2 separate regions of the Zea mays genome follow, and region 1 is linked to region 2. Evidence: chromatin contacts called from public Hi-C data. All regions are on one chromosome and are shown on one strand. Each heading gives the region's core, a stretch centred on a gene start, on an enhancer-like site or on the middle of the called end of the contact. The rest is flanking DNA. Distances are from core to core; before and after follow the strand shown. Region 1 holds the start of LOC103650755 (serine/threonine-protein kinase TIO). Region 2 holds the start of LOC111591184.

The links. A called contact is a pair of places that touch in the nucleus more often than the background predicts.
Region 1: a Hi-C map of endosperm shows a contact between it and region 2, with 2.3 times the contacts expected there. The contact joins the promoter of LOC103650755 here to the promoter of LOC111591184 in region 2. A contact is called at or near these places in 2 of 25 Hi-C or Micro-C datasets (ear and endosperm).

The regions. Positions count from the first base shown.
Region 1 is chr3:153,166,670-153,172,764 of Zm-B73-REFERENCE-NAM-5.0, reverse strand. It overlaps LOC103650755 (serine/threonine-protein kinase TIO), which reads right to left and starts at 3,165. Exons shown (of 23, transcript XM_008676326.4): 1 at 2,813-3,165; 2 at 2,565-2,678; 3 at 2,364-2,438; 4 at 2,065-2,157; 5 at 1,892-1,966; 6 at 1,707-1,799; 7 at 1,196-1,259; 8 at 437-521; 9 at 153-225; 10 at 1-65. The coding sequence starts at 2,654. It overlaps LOC103650756 (crossover junction endonuclease MUS81), which reads left to right and starts at 3,116. Exons shown (of 11, transcript XM_008676327.3): 1 at 3,116-3,514; 2 at 3,944-4,017; 3 at 4,142-4,207; 4 at 4,283-4,371; 5 at 4,466-4,608; 6 at 4,705-4,777; 7 at 5,049-5,207; 8 at 5,775-5,857; 9 at 6,039-6,095. The coding sequence starts at 3,303.
Region 2 is chr3:152,944,361-152,950,358 of Zm-B73-REFERENCE-NAM-5.0, reverse strand. It overlaps LOC111591184, which reads right to left and starts at 4,168. Exons shown (of 1, transcript XM_023302129.1): 1 at 2,868-4,168. The coding sequence starts at 3,546. The coding sequence ends at 3,130. It overlaps LOC100281386 (GRAS family transcription factor containing protein), which reads left to right. Exons shown (of 1, transcript NM_001154304.2): 1 at 1-781. The coding sequence ends at 557.

The sequences.
Region 1 (6,095 bases), core at 1,916-4,415, 220 kb before region 2:
TTGAGTAAACCCTTCAGGAAGCTCTTAAAGTTTGTGCTCATATTATCTGGATATTTTACAGGATCCTAACGCATCGATGAAATCATATAAATCAGTTCTGACATTGAAAAAGGCAGCCATAACAAATAAAATAACTAAATAAGCCTAGTAACCTTGACAATGTGCCGGATAAGTGCATAGACCGAATTTGTATAAAAGGGGGGCTGTCCAACAAACAATTCATATCTGGTCAACCAAACAATAAATTTAGCCTGATAGATAAATTATCAAACACAAAGCAGAGTAGATGGCATCAACTTGAACCATTTGCTGAAGGCCAGCAGTAGATTAAAATTACAACTGCTCAAGAAATATGATGCAATAGCATCAAGAATGTACTAGTATGAGAAGATTGCAAAAGTAATCAGGTCTAGTAGGAAAGCGAAGATGTACGTACAAAATGACCCCAAGGGACCATAAATCTGCTGTATGGTTATATGGCTGTTCCCTCACCAGTTCTGGAGCCATATATAAAGGTGTCCCTGCATAGGAAAAACAAGTTTAGTGAAATGAAAGGTCGGCAAAAGGAGCTTATCACAAATGTCAAGATCAAGCAATGTCAATATAGTATATGACTGGATGAGCTATAATATGCCATAAGGGCCAATTCAAAGGAGACAATTTCATATAATGAAATACAGTGTACAGCTACGTGTCTCGGAAAGTAATTTGAGATAAACTTTGTCCACTGGGAAACAACAACAACAACAACAACAACAGCAAAGCCCTTTAATCCTAAGCAACTAGGGATAGGCTAACCACCGGGAAAAACGACTCCAAAGTCCTAAATTTTAAGGAAGTGCAGACAGAGTTCAGAACTTCAGATCATAAATGACCTATGTATACAGATTTAAGAAAGATGACAAATATAACAGTACAGCTTAAATGTTTTATCATATTATCATTAACATTTGCTAATTGCTCATGTTAGTTTAGAAAATCAGAGTATCAGAATGTGGTAGATCTACCAACAGGTAACATGTGGCTAGCAGGAGGCTTCCTATGATCCAGAGAATATGAAATGAAGTATTCCAACCAGCATATATAGACTTAATTACAGGCTACAAGATGAGGAAATTATTATTTTTCGCGTTTGAGAAAAAAGGAAATTATTTTTTAAGATGACAACTACCACGTCAAGATGAAAAATAGATACCTTTAATGGAGCGTAATACAACAGTGTTAGCTGACATAGCACGAGCAAACCCGAAGTCACAAAGCTGTAAATAGGCAAGAAATAAATGAAATTTCAACCATTGTAGCGTAATGGATAAGAATCGCAACTTGAAGACATAAACAACAGCGGATAAGCGAACATTAAAGGCGTGAATCAAGGCCATCAGGATGAAAGCTCATTCTAATAAAATGATTGCATACGTCTAGCTGCCATCATACTATAAGAAACTTAACAGAAAACTGAAACATACCAGATAGAATCAATAAAGTACACTGGATCACGAAAAATAGGAGTGTGTACGTTAGAATAACTGACAATTCAACAATAGATTAGCTACAGCAACATCTTGGAGATATGTGTACGGTGTACCTTGAAGCATCTACTATACATCGTACACTAAAGAAAACTTGATAAAAACTTCAGGATTCAGGAATGGAAAAAAAGACAAGACATTGGCAGGTTATGCATGCCAAGATAGAAGAGAGATTACCTTTACAATAGATCCTTTCCCGATAAGGATGTTCTGAGGTTTCATATCCCGGTGAATAATTCTATTGGAATGCAAGTAATACAATGCTTTCACCTGAAATGAAATATGTTGAAACCATGAAGGGAAGACGGACGGCCAAAACAACTGGCCTGCTATTGTGCAGGGTGCCAGAGCGATGTGCATACCAGCTGCTTAGCAATTGCCTGAACTTGTTCTTCTGGAAGGCATTTATCATCCTCGAGCACCTCAAACAGTTCTCCCTGAGACAAGCATTTTCATTAGAGTTAGCCAGCTGCAAACAATTGAAACCAGTCAAAGATGAGAAAGGACAAGGTAATCAAACTGAGTTCTTGTGTACCTGAGCAAACTCTGTGACAACACAAAACTCCTGAGGGGTTTCAAAGGCATCGATCATTTCAATTATGTTCTCATGTTTGAGTTTCCTTAGGATCTACAGAATTGTGTATGACATCAAGAAGTGAAATGGTATAATGAGATAAGGAGCGCCATTGCCTAATAATGCTAATTTGACAAGCACAACCGAATCGTAGCGGACACCACATCAGAATTATAATTTTTGTAGCCACTCCCAATTCTTTGTTTAATAACAACAAAATACCCAAACCCGAAGTACATGTAGAAATAGAAATGGTTTACCTCAATCTCCTGCCTAAGGTTGTGGATATCCTTATCGGTCTTCCCGTGCTTAAGAATGAACTTCATGGCGACCGTCTGAAACAGAAGCAAAACAGGAGAAAACAAACTCTATGAAGTCGAAACCACACAAAGGGAGTTCATCTAATCATCAGATGGGCCCAAATCCAGCGGGCCCAGGACAGAAGATGGGGAGACGCTGACCTGCCGAGTGTACTTGCGCCTGCCCTTGTAAACCTTGCCGAAGGAGCCCTCCCCGACGAGGTCGATGACATGGTAATCCTCTATCCCCATCTCGTACCCAGCAGGCGCAATAATCTTTGCAAAATCGAAGTTAGTCGGCAGAAGATGCTTGTAGATAGATCAGATCCGATTACAACTAGCCGTTAGGGTTTGGAATTTGGATGCTCGGTTTCGCACAGTAGTAAGGGGAGAAAAAACGGCGGGCGTACCTGGTGGGTGCTCGTTGCTGGCGAAAGCGGCCCGGGCACCTGGCGTTGGGCGGCGGCGGCGGTCGCCCACTCTTTTTTTTTTTTTTTTTTGAATTCTGCCCGCTCCTCAGTCGTCGCCAATCGCGGAGAGAGGGAGCTCGGCTGAGAGAGAAGAGAGAAGAGAGAAGCGAGCACGCGGCGGGGTGAACGGGGGAGAAAATTTGAACAACGGTTATTAACGAGTGGGCGAGCAGGCTTGGAGTCGAACTAAAGCCCACTAAGGATTGCCCTTCTAGATGGACAGCCCAGCCCAAGCCAGCTTGCGAAGATCACATGCATCGTGAGTCCCGACCGCAAAATTCAAATCAGTTCGAGCTTCGAACCATTTCAACGGTGACCTGTTCTTCCCCACCCGGCCACGGCTACGGCCACGGGTCACCCCTCCACCCCAAACCCTAGCACCCCCGATCCAGCAGCAGCCCCCCTCTCCGAGCTCCAAAACCTCTCAGAGATGGCGGCGCCGGCGCCGGCGTTGATGCAGCTCAAGGTGCGGATCCCGGAGAACGAGGAGGTGGCTCGCTGCCTCCACGAGAAGCGGCTGTCTATGAGGGAGCAGCCGGCCGGTTTCAAGGAGCACCTGGACCGCACGTTCGCCAAAGCCTACCGCAATGTCTGCGCCGCCAATGAGCCCATCCGGACTCTCAAGGAGTTCTCCAAAATCAAGTACTAATTCTTTCCTCCTACCTCTCCAATCCATTCTTTTTTTGTCCGTTGCTGGGGTAAATGCTACACTGAGAGAGGAGTTCGATTGAATTTTTTTTGTGCGGTTATTGTTGGTGGGAATTGGAATTGTCTTATTTTGAGCTGTAGTTGGATAGGAACCGGATCTAAAAAGCTGTGTTTTTAGTAACATTTCAGGAATTGGGATTGTTTTCATATCTTGGGCTAATATCAGAAACTTGTGTTTGCATTGCTAATCAATTCTGTAGCTTTTGTTAGCCTACAAGCCGCAATGTGCACTATGATTCTAGAGTTTTTTTTTTCATGAAAGAAATACGCAACCTACTATTTGGTAGTAATACAGTTCTGGACTTTTTGAATAATTTTGATTTACATAGCTGGATGTTTCTAATACTCTATCACTGTGTGCAGTGGTGTAGGACCATGGCTCATACGCTGTATGAAAGGCTTCTTTGCAGAGTCCAAGCAGGATTCTCCAGCGAAAGGTAATGTAGCTGGAGAGTATGGTAACGATTTTCATGCTTAACTGTCTGCTGTTTCAAAATCTTTCCTTTTCCACACCAATTATCTTTTCTGTGAAATCTGAAATGGTGTTGTTTATTCTAATAGGAAAGAAAACAAGAGTACCAAAGTGCTGTGTGACAAAGAAGAAAACTGCTGCTTCTGCTTCTCTTGGTAGCATTATGCTTGCTATAATATTCATAAAAAAAGCATTATGATTTTTATTTAATTCCAATACTTCTTTTGAAGGCAAGGGACCTCCTTCCAACTTAAATTGTCAGAATGCTCAGTTTTCTTCATCCCAAGGAACATTGGAGCTGCAACCATCTGGTAAAACGGTATGTTTGATTCTTTTTATGGATAAACCATGTGCTGCACAGTACTGTCCCTTTTACAACTTTCAATTGCAATATGCTGATTTTTTTGTCCCAGGGTTCTACTGACTTCAATATGCTAGACAAGGATGTTGTATCAATGAACAATTGTATACTGGCTATGCCACCTCGTCAATCAAGTGAAGAGTTTCTTGAAGCTTACGAGGTTGTTCTGATATTGGATGATCGTGAGAATTTTGGGTTTGTATGATCGTATCCTACTAATATAAAATAAGCATTATATATTTCGAGACATATCAGAATTTTGTTCTCATGGTTGTTACCTTTTTTGTGTAGGTATTGTTCAAGAAAAGTTGCTTCAAAAAAGGTTGCTGATAACATTGGCTCGCAGTTTAACGTACCTGTAGAGGTTAGTTGTAAACTGTCTCTGAATAATTATTTTGTGGTCTACAATTCTACATACCATTTTCTAGATTCTTAAAATTATGAGGAACCTTGCAACTTTTATGATTCTATCTTGCTTATAAATATCATGAGCACCAGCCTATTGATGATGTACCAAATGTGTTTGTTCTTTTTGAACATATATAAAAGAAGGGCTATGATGCTTATTTTGATATTTTTGTGTTGTCTTCCAGAGAAAGTGATTCGTATTCTTCTGTTTAAACCTTGTCATCCAGGTTAAACGTTTGCCTGTAGGTGATGGCATATGGATCGCTCGTCATAAAAAAAATTTTACAGAATATGTTCTAGATTTTATTGTTGAAAGGAAAAATGTTGCAGATTTAGGTAGTTCAATTAGAGACAATCGATACAAAGATCAGAAAACAAGGCTGCAGGTACTGTTTGGACTTTCATTGACTACATGTTATTGTTTAAAACCTGAAATGTTCATTTCCCACTTGTCTCTTTCTTCAGTTTAAATTGTTCAATATTCCATGTCTCTGCCGTTGCTTGTTTCTTGTGATGATCCCATTCGGTAGTTGTGGAAGGCTGGAAGCTAAACGTTAAAAAGTAACTTTTTGTCACTATTGTTTCTAATATGTGAATGATTCTCCTATGCAGCAATCAAAATGATGATTAATAATTTAATATCATGTTTATGTTTAACTTTAACATCATTATCTTTATGGAAAATGTAATAGTCTATCAAAGAATTATCTGTAACTTATTTTGCATGTCATGCTACTATTGTAGGTAGTGCTGTTATTAAGAAACAATGTTTTTTACTTTTCCTACGGTTGACGTTGATGATGACTTGTAGATAAATGCTGAAAATGAGACAGAGATGAAAGGTTAATTATGGAAATATAGATTGCTCTGTTCCTAGACGGATTGTTTTGTCCTTGTTTATTTGAGAAACAAAAACAATACAATGAGATACAACCATTTGTTGTGCCTTGTAGAGATGCGGGTTAAGGAAGCTTATGTATCTTGTCGAAGGTGATCCAAATACTTCAAAAGGATCAGCAGCAAGCATAAAAACAGCGTATGAACACTGCCCATTTCACCTGAATCGATAGTATTAGGCCTCGACAGTAATACCTTTTTCTCTTTGTTATGTGTCTTACTGTTATTATCCTTATGATGAATATGTGGTGTGTGTATACATAAAGTATTTAAGAAAGCATATATGTGATCTCTTAGTTGTGCCATGTGTTTATTTTCAGCTGCTTTACCACTGAGATTTTCGAAGGATTTGATGTTCTGCGTACCAATGGGTATAC
Region 2 (5,998 bases), core at 2,919-5,418:
ACGACTCCGGCAAGCACCACCAGGGCAGCGGGGACCACAAGAGGCAGCGGAGCCCGGAGTCCGGGGTGTCCCCGTCCACGTCGCGCGCGGACGCGTTCCTGGGCGCGCTGTGGGGCCTGTCGCCCAAGGTGGTGGTGGTGACGGAGCAGGAGGCGTCGCACAACGCGGCGCCGCTGACGGAGCGGTTCGTGGAGGCGCTCAACTACTACGCGGCGCTGTTCGACTGCCTGGAGTCGGCGGCGCCCCGCGGGTCGGTGGAGCGCGCGCGCGTCGAGCGCTGGCTCCTCGGGGAGGAGGTGAAGAACATCGTGGCCTGCGACGGCGCGGACCGGCGGGAGCGGCACGAGCGCCTGGACCGCTGGGCGGCGCGGATGGAGGGCGCCGGCTTCGCCCGCGTCCCGCTCAGCTACTACGCGCTGCTGCAGGCCCGGCGGGCGGCGCAGGGGCTGGGCTGCGACGGGTTCAAGGTGCGGGAGGAGAAGGGCGCCTTCTTCCTCTGCTGGCAGGAGCGCGCCATCTTCTCCGTCTCCGCCTGGCGCGGCCGTCGCTTCGACTGATGGAGGAACGCGTCGACGCCTTCCCGTATTTGTGCGGAGGAGGAGACGGGCCGCCCGTCGTGGCGTTGCGCGTCAGGTGGCCGTCACGCACGTTGGGGCTTCTTTTGGTCGTTTTGTGTGTTCAGTTTACGCCGTATCTAGTTAGATTTCAATCAGGTTTGTTCATAGTGTACCCCTGCCGCTCTCCAATTTGGATGGATGGAATCTCATGCTTGTTTGGATCAGTCAGTCCTTTTAGATCTGTTAATGTAACAACTAGAGCTGCTTAACAGCTACTATCTCACTCGGTCCCGGTCCCGGTCCTATAACAAGCGTGGTAATGTACTTGTGGAGTTTCAAATTTTCTGACAATTATGGACATTTGTAACAAACACTTCTGGAGTTTAAAATTTGATGGATGGATTAGATTTGTTTTGATGCTCTTTTTTTAGCTCATCCACCATAGCAAAGCAAAGAAAGCGTGGCGTCCGTCGTTGTCGCTACACTTGCATTGACATTTTGGCAAGGCTAAGTGCTCCTACAAAAAACGTGAACCAACCTCTACGTACCGGTGAGTGTGGCTGAGTGGAGAGGAATGTCGGCTCCGACCGAGTCTCTAGGCTTTTCGCTGGATGGATGGATGGATTTGTGAGTCCTCTTTCTTGATGCCACATTGGGCGATGGAAACTTTGGTTTTCCCATGCGCCGGGGTCGTTGGACGCGCTGAAAAACTGTCAGGTATACCAGTGTCAAACTGTCAACCATGCTATCCAGTAAAGTGCCGGAGACAACTCAGCAGCAGATGGAAGCCTGAAGGTTAGGGTTGTAAACGGACGGAAAAATTCCCGTCCCGACCCGACCCATTTTCTACATTCAACCCGCCCATTTCTAGATTTCCGGAAAAATGCGGGTTCGGGACGGGTTACGGGTTAGGAGTCGGCGGGATCGGGACGGAAACGGGAAAGGCTATTTTCCGTTCGGATTATCGGGATCCCGTATTTGATCGGAATATTTCCGGATTAAACCCGGATTTAACCCGAGGATTAAGGCCCACCACCACTCACTCGTCGGGCCCAAAGCGGCCAAGCCCACCACTCCACGTCCAGTTCTCCACACACACGTGAACACTAACCCTAAGCCCATTCCCTCGGTGGCTGCCTGGCTGGACGCCTGTCGCCTGGACACCTCCAATCCCCAGACCCCAGGCTTCACCGCTTCAGCCCCGCCGGCGCCGAGCGGCCGACTCGCCGACGGCCGACTCCAATCCCTAGGCTTCAGCCCCGCCGAGCGGCCGACTCGCTGACGGCCAACTCGCACGTGTTTCCGCCGGCAGCCTGGCACAGCAAGCAGGAAGCAGCAAGCAAGAATCAGCGGTCGGGCGGGCGTACGACAGCAAGCAGGAAGCAGCACAGGCGTCTCCATCCTACAGGTAATTACTAATACGTACTAGTACTAGCAGCAAGGTATCCATCCTACATGTAATTACTAATACGTACTAGTACTAGCAGCAAGGTATTTGGTTCCTGCTTCCTGCTTGCTAGGTACTACGTACTAGTACTAGCAACAAGCTATTTGGCGCTTGGCGTTGCTGCTTCTTGCAGCCAGCAGCCCACATGGCCACATGCTTGATTGTTTGATTATTTTTTATTGTTTACTCAATTATTCAATTGTTCATACAGTGACGTTTGATTGTTTGCAGCAGTTGAGACTCGATATGTCTCACTCTGGAACAGGACCCGGAGGAGGAGCACACCATTTAGACTCTATTAATTGTTATTGTGTATGGACTGAATTTATGTGGGCAGAGTGAGTGTAAGTTTACTTGTTGGATACTTGGATTTGGAATTGTGTTATGTGCTCATGTACTATTGTGGACTTATTTTCATGTTGTTCAATGGCTATGTGGTCAACTGGTCATGTAATCATGTGGTGATGTGGACTTATTTTCCGATTAATTTTTCCGTTGAGGTAATTTCCGTTCGTTTTCAGTTAATTTTCGGCCGTTTTGGTTCGTTTCCGTAAACCCGTATAACCCGGACCCGTTTCCGCCCGTGGTTGTTCCGCTCCCGCTCCCATTTCCGATGAAGAATTGCGGGAGCGGAAACGGGAGAAGGGTTTTTCCGTCCGTTTCCGTCCGTTTTCATCGCTACTGAAGGTGAACGCAACGAGTGTGAATGTGTGAAGGCAACGATTGCGGCAAACGGACCAGACGCGCTAATGTTCGTTTGGCTGGGCCGAAGTAGGCCTTGTAAGTGTTAGCAGGCCGAGTGAACGTGTGGAATATAAGAACGGCGTGTGTTGGTTATAAAGGATATGAACAATTTGGCTATATATCAAACGAGATCGTCTTCTTCGCTGCTATCCCCTTCTCCAAGCCTTCTCTACTCCAGCACATCTCTCTCATCCCCTTCGTAGGGAGAAATTTTCCATTATAAAACACGGTAGATGTGGATTCGACGAAATGGAGGCATATAAGAGGGCTTCGACAGTTTGGAAAAATAGAGAAAGGCCAAACTCTGGAATAGACAAGATTTCTCTATTACCCGCTGCCGACACAGATTAATTTCCTGATGCTCACGCCGTCAGCTACCTGTTAACGTTGCTGCTGCTCTCCTCCGTCTGAGATGTAGATGAACAGAGGTCGCGACGATCGGTGCCCTCGCCGCGTTCTACGCCCTTGCTGCTCGTCCTTTGCCTGGTCAACAGAGGCGGTGGAGAGGGCGAGTCCCTGGGGACGGTGTTCCTGGCGCTGCAGTGCGCGGCACACCTGGCCGCCGCGGCCGTCGTCGTGCACGAGAAGCCGTTCCGCTCGGCGGCGCACCCGCTGGCCCTGCGCCACGACGTTGGAGTTGTCGGGCGTGGGAAGGAGGAGCGGGCCGCTGACCGTGGGATCGTCGGCAGTGGGCGCACAGGGAATGGTGTGGGCGCTGGGAGATGGAGGACGAGCGACAGTGGTCTGAGGTGGAGATCGGTGACGGTGACTGCTCACCAATGTGGCAGCAGCAGCCATTGCCGTCGCCCTTGTGCGCAGTGGCCGGAGAAGGAGGAGGGGCGACAAAGGTAGCAGCGGCGAAGAAGTCGTGCCTGCAAAGAAGAGGAGGGGAAGGCCCCAAAAGCGCTTCGCCAGTAAGATCGATCAAGCAGATGTTGAAAACTTTGTAGAACAGGTCGATGCCGACCAAGAAGCTGACGATGCCAAGCTGAAGAACAGCGCTGCAGCTGGTGGTACCAAGAGAGGCAGACCACTGAAAGAGGGCTCCAATATTGCCGTAGAAGATACTAATTCTACTGTTCGATTAAGCAGTGATGAATTAACGAGGACCAATGGGTTCAGGCAGATTGGGAGCCAGCTGAAAAACTAAGCCCCGGCGAGCATTGGAGGCAGGGCTAGAATGCAGGTGAACAGTCCCTGCATTTTCAGTACAAGGTAGCATCCATTTTTTTTTGGCTACATCCGTCATGTTCGGTAGCTCCCAGTGCTGGAAAAACAAAATGTAAACTAGCATGTTCTGATTGCATGCCTCAGTTTTTTTTTCATTGACACAAAGTGTATGAACTGATGGTACACCAACTTGTTGAGCTGCTCTAGGCCCTGATTCTGTTTGAGCTGTAGCAGACATCTTACCTTTCAGTTTACCATATGGTGTTCCTGTTGATCTTTTCCTTTTCCTTTTAGCCTATTACTGAATATTTGTAGTTTATTAAGTTCTGGAAATGGGAAAGAACATAGGGGCTGTCTTGAGGATCTGTTATCGGCTGTTCTTAGGCCGCTGAGCTAACATCTAAAATGTATATAGTTTGCTAGATTATTCGGTAGCTCCCCGTGGTCTACTACCTCTAGAAGCTACTCGATGGCGCCGGGTCCTTGGACGGTGAAAAGCGGAGGTGGAGAACGAGTGGCATTGGCAGCTGGCCGAGACACAGGCCAGTGGCTGCTGCGCAGACGATGGGCACGATCGGACGAAGACACGAGTAGGCAGCGACGACGGTCGGCCGGAGCGCGACACGAGCAGGCAATGACGGCGATGGGACGGGAGATTAATCTATGTCGTCAGCGGGTAATAGAGAAATCTTGTCTATTTCAGAGTTTGGTCTTTCTCTACTTTTCCAGACTGTCGAATCCCCCACCTATACCTCTATTTCGTCGAATTCACATCTGCTATGTTTCATAATGACAAATTTCTCCTTCCTAAGTGCTAACATCTGGTATCAGATTCAGTCTCCTGGATCCGCTTGTTGTTGTGCCACGACGACCCCGATCTTCCACGATGGAGCAACCAAGACACCGCCATCCGCAAGCTGCTCAACGAAATGCGACTCATGGAGGCACGCCTGTCCGAGCGCATCAGCGGACACTACGACGGTGTCGAGCGCTGCCAGGACGAGCGCTGCGAAGAGCCCTGTGACGAGACGTCCATCTTCGACGAGGAGCCCTGTTTCCACCACTGTTTCCTCGATTCGGATCCGGACTCTCCCTGCGACCGGGTCGATCTGCCCCCGGTCGTCCGTGTCGCGACCCCGGGCTCCCAGGACTTGCTTCCTCCACTAGGCATCCACACCGTGCCGAGCATCAACACCTCGATCGTAGGCACGTCGGTCCAATATCCGTGCGCGCAAGGTCTGCGACGTTCATCTCCTCACCATCGTCGGGCCAGGAGCTCGACCTCCCCATCGAAAAGCACGTACCTGACCGCGCCAGCGTCGACAGGACGTCGTGCTTGCAGGCATACACGTTGATGGGCATGGAGGACGAGGTCGGCCACTTCGGCCTCGACGCCAAGGAGTACTTCCTGGACGAGCACTCCAAGTTTCCCAACAGTGGGCTCATGAACTAGCTCCTGGACCCGCTCCCACTCGATCCTTACATCGACACGCTCCATCCCCAGTTTTGTCTATCATATAGTTGGTGGTGTCGACAGAGGAGGAGGAGGTTATCACCAACTCGCCCAACAAGTGTTTGATGATTTGCTTCAATCTCATACAAAGTGGTTTCAGCTGGGATGTAGTGCCACATCGGCAGCTGAAGCGTCTCAATCCTCTGAGACTCAAATATGATACAATTACTAGTCCCATGAGGCTAGTAAACACATTTATACATCAGATGGTTCTAGATATGCTTAAACAAGACAAACCTATAAAGGTGACGATCAACTTTAAAAGTTGGTCCACAACTCGGGACATATCATTAGAGTGGGGCTAAAGCAGCCCGATATACGCAGCGAAGCAAATGAGCGGTCCAACAGCCACATGCATGGTTGGGAACAAGCGTAACTCTTACCCGATCAACGATCTTCTTCTATGAAAAACAACAAATAAGCAAGAGTGAGTACTTACGTATCCAACAACCCACCTTCACCCACAGAATGGGGAAATCAGATATAATGCATGGAGTATGTGGAGCTCAGGATATTTTGCAGCAAGAGCAATATTTGATGCATGGTTATTTTGTAAAACATTTTATA